Linked DNA regions of Mus musculus: region 1 is linked to region 2. The links are chromatin contacts, called in public Hi-C maps. All regions are on one chromosome and are shown on one strand. The core of a region is the stretch at or near the end of the contact, and the rest is flanking DNA. Distances in the headings are between cores, read along the strand shown.

Region 1 (5,016 bases), core at 2,239-4,738, 140 kb after region 2:
GTATAATTAATCAAACAAAAGAGATATGAGGGAAAAGTTTGAAGTAAGATAATTTTCAGGTAATGTACTACAGCGTGTTGATATATACAGAACATTTTAGCAATAAAGATGGACATAAAAAGAAACAGTGTCTTCTCTATGGCAGTTGACTCAGTCCCTAGTGGATGGTAGCTTCCCCAAGCAGTATGGGCTTTCCGCAACCAGCTGTTTCCCCAGTTCATACAGGCTGTCCTAGCCTTATTGCATGCTGCCTAGTAACACTGACACGTACCACTGGCTCCTGCAAGTCTTGCTTCTTCATCAAGAAATGAAGGGATCAAGATGCATAGTTTGTCTTATGCCTTGTAAAAAGTAATTTTTGTATTGGTTTCAGAAAGTAGACACTGGTTACTAAGTATAACTTAACTGTAATTTAAAAGGGGAGAAAAGAGAGGATCCATTATGCGTCTTTCTTTTCATGCACATGTGTGCGAACAGTTCCAACAACCCAGACAGGCAACCTAAATCTTCTGTACAGCAAAATCATCTGCAAGCACATATTAAATATGCATATTTGGGGCTGGAGATATGGCTCAGCTGATAAAATGCCTCCTGTACAAGCATAAGGTCCTGAGTCAGAATCCTCACATAAGAAGTGGGCCATAGGGTGAACACTTTCAAGCCCAGTGCTGGGAAGGAAGAGGAGTCAGCAGACTCCATAGAGCTTGCTGGGCAGCCATTCTAGCCAATCAGCGAGCTCCAGGTTCAGTGAGAGACCACCTGAAAAATAAGGTGGAGAGGAATTGAAAAATAAACCAGTATCAACATCTGGTTTCCACATGCATGTGTACCTAAGTGTACACATACTCACACGTACATGTATACACATGCATATATGCATACATGCACAGTGCAGGTTTATATGAAAACTACAGTCCCATGGTTTTATGAAAAGAGTCATTGAGAATTCAGATGGGCATAAGCTAAGCTTTAATATCAAGAAATGTGGTCTCTGGTACTGCTCAAGGGCTCACATTATGTCACTCTAGACTATTTCATATGTAGATCATAAGAGGTTTTCTCTCTCTTAAAGGCTATGGAGGTGTCAGGTAGAGCAGAGAGCAGAAGGGCAGAAGGATACCCAGGAGCTTGCAGTTTTACAGTATTCACTGAGGATGGGCCACTGTATTTTCATACATATCAACTAGGTGGTGCCTTGAGAATGCTTGTGCAGGCTGTTCAGAGAGTCCACGTCTTTCCAGAAAGTTTTTATTCTGTTCTCTTCTTTTAATATAAATCAACTCAATCATTAATGTTCATGTATTATTATCCTTGCACAGTGAGCATATTTCACTAATTATTCCTTTGTAGTATCTCTGATACCTAAATCATTACAAAACTGGTGACCTGAATGAAAAATATCCCAAGACACATTTGCCACTTCTTAAAAAATGAAGAGAGTCGGTGTCCTAAGACAGACCAACCTTAGAGAGAGAACCATGCAATGACATCACGAAGTTATAATTGGCAGTGAGGAAGGCAAGGGTCTCAGTGATGGTAATGTCTCTCCATGCAACATAGCCATGCTTTGTAGGGGTGGTTCTGATGCTACGGTCCTGTTCCCCAACTGGTTCTTGATCCATCAATGAACATGCTAGCAGCCAATGAGCTGGGCAATATAGATAGGACTTCTGGGTTCTCACAGGCAAGCTAGTAGATGCAGGAGAAAGAGGAGATTTTTCACTATGCTTTGGAGGGAAAAATGGTGACCAAGCCATGTGAGATCTCAGGAGGAGTGGGCATAGGCCATTTCCCCAGGCAGGAGATTAGAAACACAACTAAAGCTGAGGGCAGTTTTGGGTCAAGGAGAAGGTAACTGAGCAACTAAAGTTTGGGGCAGATTGAGGGTTCTGAGTTAAGAGTATTGGCAAGGGCATGCTAGCATAAGCAGGTTGAAAATTGAGTTAATATGTGTATGTGTTTCATCCACGGATCCGAGGGAATCTGGCTGGGGCTGGTAGCGTGGTCTACCTGGAGCTTAAAGCTGGGTAGCAAAAACTACATGCCATACTGCTTCAGTAGGGAGGAGATGTAGGGGACATGGACATCTAATCCGAGCTGAAATATGGGCTCTCCAGCTGAACCCATTGTACAGATGAGCATAACGCTCCAGGAATGTGACAACACATATCAATATGATCTACTCCTTCCATCAAATCACATAAACCAAAAGACAAAGAACAATTAGGAGAACCTGATGGCAAGGCCTCAGATAGTATGAGCAGCCAATAGAACTCCCCATGGAGACTAAGAAGCAGACTGTCAGATCCTCCCCAGATCTACCCAATCAGAATATTCCAGAATGAAATTGTCTTCGTTGGGATTTTATTGCTGTGAAGAGACACTGTAGGAATAATCTCTGTGTACAGTGTGGAAGCATTACCTGTCAACAAAAATCTGATGGCTAATAAGCTGAGGCAGGATTAGAAAGTGGGACAAACAGCAGAGAGAGGAGGGAACTCTGGGAGATAGGCATGGGAAAAGATTCCCCACTCAAACTTGGAGGAAATCAGACATATAAAACTGAGGCGAGGTAACTATCCATGTGGCAGCATAGAATAGAATAACAGGTTAATATAAGGTACGAGCTAGTCTGGCAACAAGCCTAGTTTAGGGCCTAGGCATTTATTAACAACAATAAGCCACTGAGTTGTTATTTGGGAACTGGAGTACGGATGAAAAAGTCTGTGACTACAAGACACTATGACCATGGCAAGTCTTATAAAGGAAAAGATTAAATTGAGCCTAGTTTACAGTTTCGGAGTCCATTATCATCATGGCGGGAAACATGGCAGAGTGTCCAGGCATGGTGCTGGAGATGGAGTTGAGAGCTCTACATCTGAAGCCACAGAGAATAAGCGTTGCACTGGCCAAAGACCTCAAAACTCGCACCCACAGTGACACACTTCCTTCATAAAGCCCGCACTTACTCCAACAAGGCCACATCTCCTAATAGTGCTCGCTCTCTATGGGCCAAGCATTCAAACACAGGAGTCTATGGGGGCCAAACCTGCTCAAACCACTATAGGAATCAAGAGATTTTTCTAATACAAGCTCTCAAGGCGATTCTGAACAATGCTTTGTGCTACTGACCATGGGCCACTGTGCTACCCTAAATTCTATTTGTATTTAAATTGAGCGGCATACTCCCCACCCCCAGATTAGCACCTGTATTAACACCGCATATCTGAAAGAGAGATCAGTCTTCACTGAGAGTGCCAATCTTGCAAACAGTCTTAGCTAATCCAATCGTTATTTCTCCAGGATTCTCAATCAATATCCTGAATGGCCTGATTATCAGTTGAGTTTGTAGAAAGGCTTACAGGGTTCTTTGAATAAAGTTAGCTTTGTCCCTGAGAGGAGACAGAAAGTTCCTTTCTGATCCTCCAGGACAGCGAGGACTTGTTTTTACAGCCAGTGGCTGCAGAAGCCTACAGCGCCGCCTGCTGGAAGAACTCTTTATTTAATGTATCTTAAGCAAATTGAATGTGGTGAACGCTAAATACAGTAAACTGACCCCCTCCTCCAAAAAACGGAAAGTCATCGTCCTCTTGATTTGTGCTAACATATTGTAGATAAGTAGAGAACATTCTTCTATGGCAGATTATGCTAAAGAGGAATAAGGAATAAAGAGATGGAAAGAAGAAAATAGAGTGAGGTGAAGACATGGTTTCGAGGGCAGGATCGATTGCGAAGAATGTAGCTGCTTTCCACCTGGGAAAGCCAATCTTGTAGCAAGACAGAAGCCTCACAAAAATCATAAGTAGAGATCCTCAGTGGTTTAGTGTTCAAATTTCAGATTCTGTGAGTGTAGACAAATGCTAGTCTGAGGCCCCAGGCCATCAGACACATTCCTCAGCAGTACCACCCGCAACAGTGAGGATTTTACATTGATGATCCTGTGTGTAGGTGTGGGGATGTGCACCCTGAACCACTGAGCCATCTTTCAAGTCCCTATCCCCTCTCTATCACTTTTAAAACAAAACAAAAAGAACAAAGCAAAACAGAAAAAATAAAAACAATCAAACAAAACAAGAAACAAAAACAAGTAAACAAACACAAAAACTGAAAAGTTATTAATAGGATAATTATGGAATTGAAGGACTGTCTTTTTATATTTATATTCTCTATGGTATCTCCTTTTCAACATATTTAATTAATTAGTTTACTTTATAGACACTCTCACTATGAAGTCCATGCTGGGCTAGAACTCATTATGTAATGCAGATAGATGCAATCATTCCATCCTCCTGTTTCAGCCTCTTTGTTGCTAGGATGGCAGGGTTGGCCACTATGCCCAGTTCAAATCCATTGCTTACGTCCAAATACAAATGTTTATTGCTACCACTAATGGGATCAATAAAATCCTGTGCCTCTAGCACATGAAAAACCACACTAAACCATCACTGCACACTTACCCCCTGAGCAGAGGCAAAGAGCTTTGTGCCACTGTGGTTAAAAGGCAGCAATGTCAGTTGAAACCCAAATGCTAGTTAACTTTGAATTTTAAGTAAGTAATATTTTTTAAAATATGTTTCAGATAAGTGTGAGGCATTTATACTGGAAAGTAATCACATCTACTTAGAAATTCATATTTAAATGGACTTTCATTCTATATTCTCCCCCTCCCACTATCGTAGCTGCTTCTTCCTCTTCCCCTCCCCTTCCCCCTCCTCCTTCTTCCCTTCCTCCTCCTTCTCTTCTTCCTCTCCTTCCTTCTTCTTGAAGACAGCGGTTTTCTGTGTAGCCTTGGCTGTTCTCGAACTTGCTCTACAGACCAGGCTAACAAAGAACTCAGAGACCCACCTGCCTCTGCCTCTCGAGTGCTAGCTAGGCTTAAAGGCATGCAGCACCATCACCAAGCTCTCCCTTTGTATTTTCATTTAGTAAACTTGGCAGTGGTAGTTAGGACGTGTAGGAATTAATTTTTATGCAGAATTCAAGATTTCTCAAAGAAAATCTTTAACACTTAAGTTA
Region 2 (5,185 bases), core at 2,089-4,588:
AATTACCTGTTTTATAAACACTATATTAAAAATTCTATAGAAGTATATGCAAATGTGATATTTTCTTAAGGGCACAGACCTGAAAGTTGATTGGTACCATTAACATACTAAAGGCATTTTAAGCCTAATCATTTATTCTATAAAGATAGGAGTTTGTTTTGTCTATCACAGTATCTTAATTCATGGGCCACTGCTGGAAGAAAGGTCTCTCAATATTATTTGTTGAACAACTGAATAAACAAAACTTGATTTCTGATCATCTCAACCAGAAGAAGACTCCATTGGTTTGCTTCTCTCTGGCCCATTAACTCTCTGCTACTCTGATCTTAGCCCAGGTTTGACTATGAGAACGATACACAATGCTGAAGGCCAGGACTATGGAAATCCCATCCGTGAAAGGCTCCAAGAACTTTTCCCTCTGCTGATTCTCATAGATAAGCACTTTGGAAGCTACATGCTCAACTCTTGAGCCACATGAGTGAGGAACCCTGGTCGTTGAGTCACAGAGATAGCATCCTCCCACTTCTTGAAAATAACCATTTTGTACTGTACAGGAATTTTCAAGCAACCTTTTATGCTAAGCCACGGAGAATTAGGGGCTTGTCTGCTACCCAATTCAAGGATAAAGGCTACTTTGTTACTGATTGTCTCCTTGGTGTTTGATAATTTGTGGTTGAATAATAGGTGTTAAAGAAAAGAAGACAAAGGGAACAGGAAGGAAGAAAGTGGAGAAATGACACTCACAGAGCTCTGAAAACATCTTGCCATGGATCTAATGTCTTTGAGCAAATTGTCTCCATTTTGCTCCCTGCATCTCCCCTACCCTGTGTATGTTAACATTTAATAAGAAATCTTCACTTTCATATCTATGAAGGATAGCTCAGGGGATTTTTAGTATTGGTAAGCTTACTTTTAATAATTAATTTATTTTACAGAATGGGACAAAACAATTCTCAAATAGAATCATACCAATGACTTTGACCCTTAATGACATCATCACGTTTGGTCCTGTTATAGAAACCCGTAATTCTGGACTTGCCCATATATATAATATAGTTTTAGATGTTATATTACTATAACATATATAATAATACATATATAACATATAACATATATAATGTATAGGTTATATATAGCTATATATCAGAAAAATTTTGTAGTAGAAACTCTGGCATACAGCATCTCCTCTTCTTTCATGTTTATGTTGTTTGTACCTGTAAGTAGAGACTGCACTATGTCTAGCTCTGCTGGGCGTGAGTGAAGCAGATAACTGTTATTTCTTGACAGAGGTAGTAAAACGCTTCTCCATGTGCCTCTAGATTGATTGTTCTCTACTTTACTTGATTTGCATGAAGAGGTCATAGCTTTTTTGATATGTTAATCTACTAAGACTCAAAGCGTGATAAATAACTGAGGAATAGCTTAGACTTCTCTGACTGAAGAGCTGCACATCTGTAGCGAGACCCATCTACTGCCTACACGCCCTGAAGGCTTTTCCACTTACTGATGTCACTGGCCTGGGGTTAAAAAGATTAATCTATGTTTTTCAGTCACAAGTTATGAGAAAAGTTCACAAGGTGTAGAAAGGGCAAGTGTAGAAAGGGCACTGACAATGCCAAGTTACAAAACTTAGACCAGGACTTTGAAATCCCAGAGGCAATGGAATCCAGACCTCATTCTGTGACCTGTGGCCACAGAGATTTAATCTTCACAGTGCTTCCTTTTCCTGTATTCAAATTACACTCAGATTAACTAGAAAACTGGTCTACCAAACAAAGGCCCACACAGGACTCAGGGTAATTCAGCATTTAGCTGTGCTGATCTGTAGGAAAACACAGCCTCCAAGTTATCTGCTTGTAACCATGTTACTACACGCCATATTAAGAATACATTGTTCTGTAATGTCATCCTCATTATCTTGAAAACCTGTACATTTTGGTTTGAGGTCTTTGATGGCTGTGCCCTTTGTTGCTATTTGTTGAGTAGTTAGCCTCATTTAAAAGGAATCATTTTCAACAATGTCTTAGGATAACTCCCTTCCCTTATATCGTTTATTCAACCATAGGTAGTTGAAAAACAACGACTCAATATAAACACATAAAACTCAGGAACTCCAAAGGCAACCTGTCACAGTCTCTAGAGAATCCGTTGTGTCCCATCTTTCCAAATGATCCCCACTCTTCTATGTCTTTTACATCTTCTATATCCACTGAGTCAGCCTGAATCTGGACACCCAAATATCTGGAGTCAATCTAGAATGTTTCTAGAAACTGTGTCCCTTAGTGGGAGAGAAGTCACAAATTTGGCCTGTCACATAATTACAAGGTAAAGAATAGAAAATTCCATATGGGGATTTAAAATTTTCTTTCTTGATTTGTTCCTTCACCCAGTTTTGATTCTGTAGTGTGTTGTTCAGCTTTGATAAGTTTTTGTACCCTCTGTCATCTCTATTGTTATTGATACCATCTTTATTTCTTGGTGGTTAGATTGAATGCATGATATGATTTCAATTTTTCTATATTGAGCCTTGTTTTGTGTTCTCATATGTAATCTATTTAGGAGAAAGTCCCCTGGTCTACTGACACATAGGCATGTTCTTTAGTGTTTGGATAGATTATTCTATGGATATCTATTAAATCTATTCAATTTACGATGTCATTTAAAAAAAAATTCCATATGGGCAGTGTAATGAGAATGGAGAAACGTAGGGGTAAACCAAGTTATGTCTAAATTTGTTTTCCAGACTCAGCAGGCAGTGAGCACCTCATTCAGGTTCCAGAGTATATTTTGTGTTTGTACCACTTTCTCATTATCAGACTATCTCCTTCACTTGCTGATTCTGGCCGTGTCTGGTTTCTATATTCTGATGCTAAATAGACGCTGATAATCCCTGTGGTCAAAATATGCCTGAATAATCCTTATTATCCTCTTCCTTAATTACTTGGCTTCAAAATAATTGAACAAAGATAAAAATAAAAGCTAAAACAAACAAACAAACAAACAAAATCAAGGGATTAACTGGACAAAGCTCTGCACAACAAGATTAAGTAGAAGCTAAATGTGCCTTGGCCATGACCTTGGCTTGTACATAGGAAAATAGGATATCCCAGATGGCTGGGACATTTCATCCTGGTATGGAGGGCCCGCCTGCCTCGGAACCCTTTTCTCTAGAGTGTTCTGAAGACCTCCCACTGCTGCCTGATCTTACTCCCTTATAAAACTGTCTCTTGGATCGTCTCTGGACTCTGCAGCTCCAACGCTCACCTCTGTTCCTACTGGCATGGGAAGTGTGACAGACTTGTTTCACTTCCTTTAAACACCCTTCGACCTACTGCTTCATTTCTCTACTATGAACCACGGCCAGCTTTTTCACAGTCTCCACACTGTCCCATCTGAACAGCACTAGATACAACTCATCTTTCAAAAACAAACACACAGGCAAGCAAACAAACACTGCAGTGACTCTGGTAACATTCTGTTTCTCATACAGGACTCAGGATTATTGGGTCTCAGGTAGTGCACGTATCCAGAAATGTACTCAAACTAGACTACAGAAGAATTTCTAGTGGTTAGATTAAAAACAGCATTCCAGCCGGGCGTGGTGGTACACGACTTTAATCCCAGCACTTGGGAGACAGAGGCAGGCGGATTTCTGAGTTCGAGGCCAGCCTGGTCTACAGAGTGAGTTCCAGGCTACACAGAAAAACCCTGTCTCGAAAAAACAAAAAAACAAAAACAAAAAACAGCATTCCTCAGAAGTGTGTAAAATAGGTTTTTACCTCACCCTGAAAGGAGCTTTTTCTCTTGCCTCTGGTAGAAAGGACATATATGGGTTTCCATGGACATGTGTGCCTACTAGCATATCCCTCAGTCTCCACTCACAAGTGCCTATCATACATTTCAAACGCCCCATGGAATTGCCCTGGCCCTTCTGCTGCTTCTGCACCAAAACTCCCAGGCTGCTCAACCTCACAGGCCTCTCTCTCCATAGCTACTCATCCTCCTTATAATCTACATATTTTTCCCATCATTTTTCTCTCAAATAGGCATATGCATGTCCAGTCTGTTTCTCTTTCTCTTTTGAGATACTGTCTCTTTGGAAATGTCAGATAACTCTAGATATTTTCTCTCTCTCTTATTCACAATAAAACCCTTCCTCCTAATGGAGTGACTATTTTAATGGTTTCTTTTCTCCAACCTCTCACATATAAGCACTGATATTCAGTCAGCTGGTCTCTACCAGTTGTTATAATATAGTCATGCATTGCTCAGCCATGGGGATACATTCTGAGAAATGCGTTACTAGGTGATTCCTCCATTGTGAGACTATTATAGATGTGTCACTTGACATGGCCTCTTGATACAATCACAAGTTATATGAGGTTGTTGCTAGTATTATATGATAAAATATTTTATAATAAAGTTTTCTGTATAAGTGCAAGGAATACTATTTAAAGTAATAACAGTACACTGGCAAGGTGATAGCAATAATCTATCATTATCAAGTATTAGGTACCATGTTAATGGTATGTGATAAACATTTAATCAGTACAGTAAGTGCATTTAGTTTACAGCAGCCTGATTATGAACACATAGCAATGTACTGGACTAAATAACTGCTGTGGCGAAGTTATCACCCAGTACATGGCTAGACTGTAGTACCTCATGCTACATCAACAGCTACTATTTCAAGCCACCATTATCCTAGCCTTCTTACTGTCCTGGTTTCTCCTCCAACTCTGCTAAATATTTGTCAACCACCAAGTGGAAGGAATAATATCTGATTTACTCATTTATAGGAGAGGTGCACTGGCATGTGCCCTGATTGGCCAATGTCTGTGCCCAATCCTTGTAAGCTTAGATTTCTCTGTTGCCTGTATTCTAGATGTCTTATGGGCCATGTGTTTTATCCTGAACTTGTCCACTAGTCCTTCTATACTCTCTTCTTGAGAAATGTTTTAGGAATTTAAATATTTTCAATATGCTAGTAATTTCCAAGTTTTAATCTCTATGCTAATTTTATTCCAGAGCTCAAGACTCCATAGCCCCAGTCTTATTGATTGGCACAACATTTTTGAAGCCTCAAATGATGCTGGACATCATGGGTAATAATAGTATATGTATTATTTGCTTTGCACATATACAACTACAGTAAACTTTGAATAGTAAGCTGACAATAAGAACA

What was found. Hi-C and Micro-C count contacts between places; a contact is called where the count stands out from the background.
Region 1: a Hi-C map of bone marrow-derived macrophages shows a contact between it and region 2, with 26 read pairs. The contact joins two enhancer-like sites. A contact is called at or near these places in 3 of 15 datasets of contacts at CTCF or cohesin (the NIH/3T3 cell line and large pre-B cells), 5 of 484 Hi-C or Micro-C datasets (bone marrow-derived macrophages, cortical neurons, liver and 2 more), 1 of 115 datasets of contacts at active chromatin or transcription factors (pancreatic cancer cells) and 1 of 9 other capture datasets (embryonic stem cells).

Annotation. Positions count from the first base shown.
Region 1 is chr8:68,229,728-68,234,743 of GRCm38.p6, forward strand. No RefSeq gene overlaps it. Among named protein-coding and RNA genes, the nearest start is that of Sh2d4a, 44 kb to the right of the region's middle. Within about 2 kb of position 3,489, at least 12 of the 459 cell types and tissues checked have an H3K27ac peak or open chromatin away from gene starts, as enhancers often do. A contact at or near this core is called in bone marrow-derived macrophages, where this site is marked.
Region 2 is chr8:68,089,558-68,094,742 of GRCm38.p6, forward strand. It overlaps a transcript of Psd3 not described here. Among named protein-coding and RNA genes, the nearest start is that of Psd3, 120 kb to the left of the region's middle. Within about 2 kb of position 3,339, at least 26 of the 459 cell types and tissues checked have an H3K27ac peak or open chromatin away from gene starts, as enhancers often do. A contact at or near this core is called in bone marrow-derived macrophages, where this site is marked.